2 separate regions of the Zea mays genome follow, and region 2 is linked to region 1. Evidence: chromatin contacts called from public Hi-C data. All regions are on one chromosome and are shown on one strand. The core of a region is the stretch at or near the end of the contact, and the rest is flanking DNA. Distances in the headings are between cores, read along the strand shown.

What was found. Hi-C and Micro-C count contacts between places; a contact is called where the count stands out from the background.
Region 2: a Hi-C map of leaf shows a contact between it and region 1, with 7 times the contacts expected there. The contact joins the promoter of LOC100286375 here to the promoter of LOC100273880 in region 1. A contact is called at or near these places in 10 of 25 Hi-C or Micro-C datasets (ear, leaf, leaf mesophyll and 2 more).

Annotation. Positions count from the first base shown.
Region 1 is chr3:148,314,157-148,319,364 of Zm-B73-REFERENCE-NAM-5.0, reverse strand. It overlaps LOC100273880, which reads right to left and starts at 3,217. Exons shown (of 7, transcript NM_001148274.1): 1 at 3,049-3,217. The coding sequence starts at 3,102. LOC100382686 (putative thioredoxin superfamily protein) reads left to right here and starts at 3,473. Exons shown (of 4, transcript NM_001175410.1): 1 at 3,473-3,707; 2 at 4,419-4,507. The coding sequence starts at 3,537.
Region 2 is chr3:148,501,134-148,506,227 of Zm-B73-REFERENCE-NAM-5.0, reverse strand. It overlaps LOC100286375 (40S ribosomal protein S10), which reads right to left and starts at 3,398. Exons shown (of 5, transcript NM_001159262.2): 1 at 3,314-3,398; 2 at 3,173-3,221; 3 at 2,717-2,999; 4 at 2,312-2,447; 5 at 1,516-1,760. The coding sequence starts at 3,316. The coding sequence ends at 1,692. It overlaps LOC103650705, which reads right to left and starts at 418. Exons shown (of 5, transcript NM_001326389.1): 1 at 55-418. The coding sequence starts at 325.

The DNA.
Region 1 (5,208 bases), core at 1,968-4,467:
GAAGGCAAGGATGGCCTTCCAGATTTGTTCTCAACGGCTCCTAGCTGCCTTGGGGCTATAAAAGGGACCCCTAGGCGCATGGAGGAGCACACCAAGCATTCCTACAACATTCCTAAGCACCAAGACATCGATCTCGCGCATTCGTTTCATTGTGATAGCATATAGAGCTCTTGTGGAGTTGTGAACTCTTTGAGTTGTGTTGCGAGCTCTTGTTGCTGCTTGTGTGCGTGTTGCTCTGATCTTTTGAAGTCTTGTGTGCGTTGCTCATTCCCTCCCTTACTCCGTATTTCTTTGTGAATCTCAAGTGTAAGGGCGAGAGACTCCAAGTTGTGGAGATTCCTCGCAAACGGGATATTGAAAGGCAAAACAAAACACCGTGGTATTCAAGTTGGTCTTTGGACCGCTTGAGAGGGGTTGATTGCAACCCTCGTCCGTTGGGACGCCACAACGTGGAGTAGGCAAGCGTTGGTCTTGGCCGAACCACGGGATAAACCACTGTGTCCTCTCTGTGTTTGATCTCTTGTGGTATTGTGTTTTGTTGAGACTCTTCTCTAGCCACTTGGCAATAATTGTGCTAACACTTAACAAGTTTTTGTGGCTATAAGTTTAAGTTTTACAGGATCACCTATTCACCCCCCCTCTAGGTGCTCTCAGTTACCAGATCAAGTAAAGGCCTAAGCCTCTAATGTAAGAGTTTAGTGATACAGGTGTATCAAGTACTAGCGTCCTTGTCCCCATTGACCTATGTTTATACACAAAAAACTGAGTTCATACTAAAAAATGTAGACTTTTCAAGAGCATGAATATCCCTAGCTGGTAGTTGCATATTGGCCACTCCAGCATCTCTATGTCCCGATTCTTTCTATATATTAAACGAGGGAGCAAAGGTCGCACCTCGACCTCGCAATGTTCACATCGTCTCCTCCTCTGGCCGCCCGATCTAATTCCGACGGTGAAAATGTTTCATTTCTTTCGTTCTGCATCTGCCGTCGCCGTATGAGCGGTTTGATATTATCGCTTACTTGATTATTCTAGAACAGGGCGGCATATCCTCTGCACCGCAATGAAAAAGGCGCCATTTCGATTCACCAAGTGATAGAGCAACGCGAGCGCCCGGCTGTGTGGGCAAGATAGCGGCGATGTGACGGGTGAAGCGTGGGTGGCTGCTGGCTGGGGCCTAGGCACGATACGACAGGGGCCTCCACGCTCGATGATAGGGGCTTGGATGTGCGCAACTGCGCCGTGCCGGATGGCTGCCTAGCCAGCTGGGACACGAGCAGCTGGGCGTCTACCGGTGGGAGCGCTCCGTGCTGGGCGGCTACTGGCCGGGGCAGAAGCTGCAGAGCATTGCGTGGCTATGCAGGATTGAGGTGGTCAAGCTATGCATGATATGGAGGATTCAAGCCGCGGGGTGCCGGGCGACTATGCAGGGTCTCGAAACTATGCAGGATTCAGGTGGCTCTGTGTCGCACTGCTCAGCGACCCGAAGGAGTTGTTGCCGGCCGCGACAGACCACAGCGATGGCGGCAGTATCCCTGGCGCGCAGAGCAGCGACCTCGACCGCGCGTTGCTGCTATTCCCCCTCACATTCCCCTCCCCGCTCCCCCTGTGAGCCATATCCTTCTTTTACCAATTTGCAGCGTTCTTTGTCACCAATATTCAGAATAATGTTGGATTTAGATATATTGGATAGAAGAAGTGGATCATGCTTCTGAAAACAAACAGTGTCAGTAATTAGTCATTTTCAGAATGTATTGGGTGAATTGATCTAATCTTTTTGCCCTCATGTTATAGGAAAACAGTGGATTTCTCAACTGGTGCCTGGTGGTGGGAAATAGAGCGAAGAGCCCAAGCATCTTTGGGACAGCAATCACATAATTGACATTGTTTTTTCAGTTTACGCTAAAACTAGACTGATCAAGAAGGTGGCCCAGTTGTCAAAATGCATTTTTTTAATAAATGAAGATTTTATTCATAGTTCCAAGTACATTACATCGAGGTGATATAAGCCCTTGAAACGTCTTCCAGCCTCTGCTTAAACAGCACACAGGTTAAAACAACAAAAATATGATAACCCACACACTCTAATGGCTGTCAAAATGCATAGACAGAAGATGCCAAACTCTGGGTGGGCTGCATTTGATCGCAAGCAGCAGTGCAGATGACACTGGGTATGAAGGTCATGCTGATTCATTTCCGACGCTCTCAAATTCTGGAGTCCCTAATCTTGCTAGCAGCTCTATTACATAAAAAAGAATGGGCTGAAACCAAAGCCTTTTGCTTTAGTGGTTTGCCCTTCTGTTGATTCTGAAGCTGTTAGTAATGGATGTGGAAATAAGAATTCTACTAATCATGTCGATAATGGGAATCACAGTGCAATCTCTACATCTGTTAATAAAGTTATGCTCTTGAAAAAACGGCTATGTGGTGGGAAAGACAGTGCTGCTTGCCTATTGTCTAGGCACCACCTAGGATCTTTTTTTGAAACAGAGTGCTTATCGCATAGACCTAGATAATATATTAACAGGGTTCTCTTTCCATTTTCATTCGGTCCATTTTCATTAGGACCTTCTAATTTAGAAGCGTATGTCTCTGCACAATTAAATTTGGGTGCGGTATCTTGAGGCAATAGAAGGGCTTAACTGGGGTTAAAGCAGTTGTCAGTACTATTTTTTGATGGCCCAGTTGAATATGGAAAAACTGATTTGGAGACCAAATCCCAACTACACAAGACTTTTGAATGTTTCACTGAACATAACTTTTATTTTAACCTTACAGTTCGGCCTATAGAGTTCTAAGTTTCTTTTGCTTCACAACCAGGCTTATTTCGATAGCTTTTTTATTGCTAAATCTAAATGATTTCTACGCGCAGGACGCGCGCAATTTACTAGTTTGGTACAATTTGCGAACACGGTGAGATTAGACAACAACGCTCGAGTTTCCAATCTCTACCGGTGCAGAACGACGGCTCGATGATGGTAGGAAAGGTTGGCAATCACAACACGAATAAGAGAGTAATAAAGAGAGCGAGAGGGAAGTACGCATTACCGACTCCTGGATCTCCTCCCGGACGATGTAGAACGGATCCTGCGCCGAGCTCATGGCCTCTCCGACGAACGGATTGCCAGGCCTGGGCGCCTGGATTTTCCTCCCCTCGAATCCCTAGCAATATTTTGGGGGCAGGGGATTTGCTTGGTGCGGAGTCGCGGACTCGCGGTGCAGACGAGAGAGGAGAGATCCAGATCCCACTTCCACTGGTTCCTTCCTTGTTTCGTCTCGGTGACACTGCCACCAGGGTCCCACCTGCTTTCCGCGGCCGCGCTCGTGGACTCGGTGCACAGAGCATCCTCGGCCCACGTGGCGCGTCGGGCCCATCACGCAGTGACTTTAAGTCGTCGCTCTCTCCACCCTTCTTTCTCCGCTGCATCGGGAAAAGGGGAGCGAGAGGCGAAGCAGATAAGGAAGCCAGCCGGCAAGGGGAGCCACTCCGGCGTCGAGAAACCTAGGGCGAGCGCCTCGACGACTCCTATCACCCCATGGCGGCCTTCGCTACGGGCAGCACCACAGCGCGCGCGACGCTGGCATCGCCGACTTCGTGCCAGCCGGCCGCGCGCCGGGCGCCGGCCCGATGGATGCCGCTGCGCTGCTCGCCGCCGGCCCTGGGCCTCAGGGGAGGAGCGCGTTCTCGGCGGAGCGCCACGCTACGGGTGAATCCTTGCTGACCTGTACTCTCTGATTCGCGTTGCCTTTCAAGTGGCAGCTAATTGAAATTAGAATGGAGTATGTGAGAATATCGTGGAATTGTTTCTTTATAAACTACAGTAGAATGTGTCATAGGAACTCATCTCCGAATTAATGGCAGATATTGACAATTTAGGTCCACTGGCTGCTGTCCAGATGCTTGAACTATGTCCTGTACTCGTCGTTGCACTTGCCGGAGTTTGCAGCTACTATGAGCCATCCAATTTTAGTTCTGCTGCTGTATCAAAATTTCTGTTCCTAGTCCAGGACATCTGGGCTCAAAGACAATAAACTAGTATGAACTTGGTGTATCTTGGATGCATCCAACTTTTTTGAAAAATGGCCCCTTATCTTTTTAGGTTGTCAACCTTATGTAGGTGAAAAAAATTATGGCATGTAATAGCTTTGAAGATGTTTTCATTTTAATACTTATCATGTTACTTTCCAGTTTTCTGAAAATGTAGTTTTGTTTTTCATCCATTGAGTAGCTCTAGAAGTGAGCAAGTGACAACTGTTACTATACACAGCTTTTTTGTGTGCGCTTATAGTCCTATAACTGTTTTCTTACATGTATCCTTTTCCATTAGGGCTGTATATATCGTCCTTACACTTTAAAAACTTGTGGATTTCTACTATTTTTTCGACATTTTATCTGTATTTAATTTTTGGATGGATAGGTGGAAGCTAAGAAGCAAACTTTTTCTTCATTTGATGAGTTGCTGGAGAAGTCTGAGAAGCCATTGTTAGTTGACTTCTATGCAACTTGGTAAGTTACTTACTGGAAGTAATGAAAGTGGCGATGACAGGTGTCATGCTGAGCTAGTTCAGTACTCTCTACTAGATATAAGTTCTCTCCATTATTGTTGTGTTTTTAGGTCTTTGGTGTGTTTCATGTTCTTTCCATTATGCCAATGTGCTACCAAACATTTGGGAGGTGAAAATTGCACTTTGACTGGCATTATGTTCATCATCTGTGTAAATGCATGCATAATATCCACCACTACGAAAAGGCCTCTAGCGTAATGGTTAAGCCTTCCGAGTAAGACCTCCAGGTCCCGGGTTCGATCCCCTTGTGGGCGAATTTCGGGCTTGGTTAAAAAAATCCCCTCGCTGTGTCCCGCCATCCCGGGTTACGTCCACCCTTCGTCTGGGCCGTTGCAGAGTGGGGGGTGACGGCCCGCTAGTGAAGGGGGGCCAGGGTTTGGGGATTTTTTCGTCTTGGACCATGTTTCAGTCTCTTTTTAATATAATACCGGGAAGACTGTCTTTCCCTTCCCGTCCGAGTTTTTTTTTAATATCCACCACCTCCTACCCTTTTACTTTTTAGAAAAGATACCGAACTTTGGTGAAAGTTGAATAGTTTTTGCACTCTTTTTGCTCGAGTGGGGAAGACCTCTAGAAGTTTGGTCTGTTTTTCCACTTTTGTCTTTAGTGTTCAGTGTTCACCATGTGGACTAACCTGTTCAA
Region 2 (5,094 bases), core at 2,149-4,648, 190 kb before region 1:
AGAGGAGGCCAGCGTTGACTGCTAATCAGAAGAAAGAGGGGGGCGGAGGCGTACCGGATATGAGCTGGTTGTCGTCGAATCGGGCGAGCGGGACGGGGTCCGTGCGTGGGCGCTTGCCCGTGCAGGCGGTACGGCGCTTGTGGGCCTGCACGCAGGGGAGGCTGCAGGTGAGGCGGCCGCACCCGGGGCACCGGTACTTCCACGGCTGCTCCCCACACTCCTCGCACGGGGACCCCTTGCTCCCGCCGCTGCCGCCGCCGGAGGTGGAGCTGGCGTTGGCGGCCGCGCTCCCCGCGGGCGGCGGCTCCTCCAGGCCGTCCTCCATTCCAGGTGAGGAGGGTGGCTCGATCCTCCAGGGGGACGGCGCGTGCGAACGGGCGATGTGTGCGGCGACGCGGGGAGATACTAGGGTTTAACTGGAGGTTTATCAGCGCCCGCTGCGGCGCGTCGGACGAGCTGCCAAGCACGCAATGGAAGAATTTTTCCCTTCTTTTTTCCTTTTTGATTTGTCTTTTTTCAGGCAAACGGCTGTGCCAAAGATCACATGGCTGATGGCTCCGTTAAATTCAGGTATTTTATTTGAGATCCTACGACAATCAATTTTTTTGTTACAGACAAAATGCAGGAAATAATAAAAAATGGCATTCCATAGGTGGCTTAAACCAGGATTGTTATGTATTCGCTGTTTGATTGTCTGAGTCGATCATTTCAGACTTTTTTTTGGCCGTGTATTTGGTTTTCATGTCAGATATGGATATCTGAAAATGAAACAAATTTTCTTGAAACGTGGTATCGTTAAGTGCTCTTATGCTACGTTAAAAAAAAAGAAATACATTTTAAATTATAGATATTTAGTTTTTTTATATAAAAAATCCACTATATATTTAGATGTACAGCAATACGCTTTCCACATCTACATAGGTAGTTAAATACTCCACCCATCTCATTTTATAATCCCTTCGACTTTTTTATTTAAACCAAGTTTGACCAATTCATTTTATTATTATTTTTAGAAAAATGAAAAGTCAAAACTAAACTAAAAATATATTATATGCTAAACAATATCATACTAAAGATTAAAATAACTATGATTTTTTTGAATAAGATATGTTTTGAATAAGACGAGCCGATCAAACTTAAACTAAAAAAGTCGATCAAACTTAAACTAAAAAAAGTCAAACAAGTCACAACTGCTGTAATCCACTGTAGAAGCACCAGCGAACAAGTATATCAGACACAAAACATCCTTAAATTTAGAAGGGTTATACATTGCACCACCTTCTGATCCAAATTGTATACTGTTTTGACTTGTATAGAAACTTGGTTTTGCAGTTACATATATATTATAAACGGCACACGTCAAAGTTTTATACACCAGCACCAACAGAGACGATTTCAAGCGATAGGGAGTGCAATGCCTTGTCCAGCGATATCAAAACTCTGAGCACAACAATACAGAGAGCAAGGTCATTCCCAGCGAGATCAGATATCAAAACAGGGGGCAATAGCACCATCGATGCGAATGATGACTTGCTGCTTTAATAATTTAATGTAACAAAAAAAGGAGGATCACAAAACCATGTCAAGCCACGGCAACAGCTCGGTAAACCAAAATCTCATTGTCCTCAAAAGTTCAAAGATCAACAAACATGTGCCTATCCTGAATCAATTTTCCCGCTTAAGTTGATAGATCACTCCATGGAAGATCCACTGGCACCAAAAGCGCTGCCGCCACCACGGCCGAAGCCAGGTCTGCTACCCTGAAAAAAAAGAAGAGAAAACATTGGAGTCAGTTCACAAGCTATATTTGCTTGCATTAGCAGCAAGAGCACTGTTAGCAGTCCAGAAATGTTTAAGAAAATGCTGTATTTACAATGACTTGCCACATAGAGGTCAAAAAGAATATCCCACCTGCTTACCAACAGCAAACCACACTACCATAACTTATAAAGGCAGTTTGGAGTTTACCAGCACAAAGACATGAACATGCATGGATATACCAAAGGGGCTCAAGCGGATTACTACACACAAACTTAAGTACTCCCTCGGTTCAAATTATAAGACACTTTGACATTTCTAAATGCATCCCTTTTATTATGTAACTAGACATACTGTATATCCAAGTGCGTAGCAAAAACCACGAATCTAGAAAAAAAACATCTAATAATTTGGAAGAGAGCGGGAGTAACAAAGCTGGACAAGTTGTGCAAAAAATAAGCTTGTTTTCTTGAAACGAACTGGACATTTGTGAGTTAAGAAACCAATGTAAACAAAAAAATATGTGAGATGCGCGCAGTTTTCTAGAACTTACCCTAAAAGATGGCTGGAAATCCGCAGGAGCACTACCCTTCTCACCACCAAAATCACCCATTGCACCTCGTGGACCTCCTCTGTAACCATCCCTATCCCCAAACCTAGGTCTGTCTTCCCCAAAGCGAGGGGGACCCCTGTCAAATAAACATAATAGGTAAGTAACCATGGCTTCATGGTGAAACTCTACTAGCAATCCAGGAATATGATATAATGTACAAAAGTAAATGTAGAAGCCTTATGGCAATTTCAAAATTAGATGCATACGAAACAAAATTTGTAGGCTCTGGAACAATTCACAATGACTGTCAAAATAGCAGGCAGCAATGACGAGTTCAATTATCATCATGTGAAAATCTGGTGTCAGAATACAGAACTGCAAACAACTCTAGTGTGACAAATGTACCTGGGGCGGTCACCCGGTGGGCCAGAGCCAAAGGGACGGGACGGGGGCTTGGAGGACTTCTTGAGGGTGTTGGGCACAACCTCTGACGGCAGGTTGAGGAAGCTGCGGAGGTGCTCAATGCCATCGTTGGTGAGGTACCAGTAGTAGTACTGCCAGGAGAAGGTCTCCCTGACATACTCCTTGGACTTGAAGCTCTGCATGAGCTTAATCACCTCCAGGTTGGGCACGTCAAGCTTGGGGTGCTTGGCCAGGTTGTAGTCCTTCTTGGCATATAGAACCCCCTCTGCAACATAAAGTTGAACGGTTCTCAATCTAAGACAAGGACGGGCTTGGGTCGTACACGATCCGAATATTGCTAATGCTTGTAATGTCTGAATTGGTATCTAAATCTAATGAAATAATCTTATATTGGGCGCGCCTAGGGGGACGGGCGAAGAGGGAGGAGAAGGAGCTCACCATGGAAGATGTACTTGCAGATCTCGCGGCGGTTCTTCTTGGAGATGATCTGCGAACGGAGGAAGGGATGGAAATCACGTTAGAAGAAGCATTGGTAATGAACCAACAGACGAGGTAATGGAATCGATGAGAGGCGCTCACCATGGTGAATGAAGGACTCGCGGCGGCGACGGCGTGACGGCTGGGAGTGTTGGGCGGGGGTCGAGGAGCGGTGGCGCGGACAGAAAACCCTACATTTGTGGCGAGTTGGTATATAGGGAGAGGCGGACCTGGGCCGCACGGGTCCCTCTCTTCGTTACAGGTTGAAGTCGGCCCATTTCCATAAGACGTAGTAGGAAGTAAGCTGGGCTAGGCATTGGGCCTGTGAAATGCGGGAGGACATTCTCATCGGAATTCAGATTCAGATGTCGCTAGGGTAGGAGATAGATTAGTACTTAGAGCGACTTTAAAAAAACCCTAAACTAACCCCAAAATTAATATTAGAGAAATATTCGCTTTTTAATTAGTCTAACAGATCTTTTTTTATCCCGAAAACTTCACGTCCCTTATTTACAGCCTCATTTCCCTCATATTTGCTCGTCCCTCGTGTGGACGCCATCGACACCCGTCCTGTGACGCTAGCTACGAGCCTACGACGAGTGCAGGGGCCGAATGAATGGAGGTAGCTGGATGGAGGGAGACAAGACAGCTACATTAGGTAGCCGGACATACACTAACTTTAAAAAATACAGAAACATATGTAATATATATATATATATATATATATATATATATATATATATATTCGTCTGAAATAGCAATGTTCATTTGTAGAATTCTCTTATAATAATTTCTTTTCATGATACCCCACTATTCTGTCTCGTATAAGGACTCAATGTCTTTGGATAGAACCACAATATTTCTTTTTATCATCGGACTCATCCGCGTCAGTTGTTTAATATTTTGCGGATTGCTGAAGTAACAGTTTCTTCCATCCCTAAAACTTTATTTTAGTATGTCCCTTGTGATCAGTTTTTTTTAAAAAAAAAATATCATTTCCTTTTGAAGTTGCTCTTACTGCTGCTTATATACTCGAGATGCATGGCTAGTCTAGTCGCATCGTACATGGGGCCTACACATCAACACATGTATGATGATGACAGGATGATTGGCAATGTTGTGATCGATGTGAAGACTGAAAAAAGAAAAAAAAAGATCAACTTTTGCTCCTGGTCAAGGAGCAAAGAGATGCAAAGTATGCAGACCACACAACAAGTAGTCGACAGTGACGGCGTTTAACTGAAACAGCCAGCGAGGCGTGTACGTGATCGATCGACGCAAAGAAAAGCTTTACTTTCTGGAGCTAGTCATGGGCCGCGGCCTAGTACTTGCAGCTTCAGTTTCTCCTCCACATCCGTCACCTCGCTCCGCGTCGCTTTCAGATAGGATAGGAGACAGTGCGTGCTACTTTGAACTCAGTTTGTGTCTGCATCAATCGATGACTGGATGGATGAGAACCAACTGTACGTCTAAATAGAGATGCAAACGGACCGTTCGGCCTAAGCCCGTTAAAGTCCGGCTCATTTTAAATTCGACCCACTGGGCACGGTTAGAAAAACGGATCAGATCAGGCCATTTAAACCTGCGGGCTCGTTTTTCTGTCCGAGTCCGGCCCGCAACGGGTCTAAACGGGCCGGACCGGTAAGCACGAAAAAAGCGGGCAAAAACGTGCTTAGCGGACCACTAAGCATGGTTTAGTGCAAAAAGCGAGCTTGACAGACTTAGAGTTAAACGGATCGTGCCGGGCCAGCCCGCCGTGCTTAGTTTTCTGTCTGGACCTGGCCTGCTTATTCCTGCCAAGCCGACCCGGGTCCGTATAAAACCGAATCGTACCGGGCTCATGGGCCTCGTACTTATTGGCCATCTATACGTCTGATCGACTA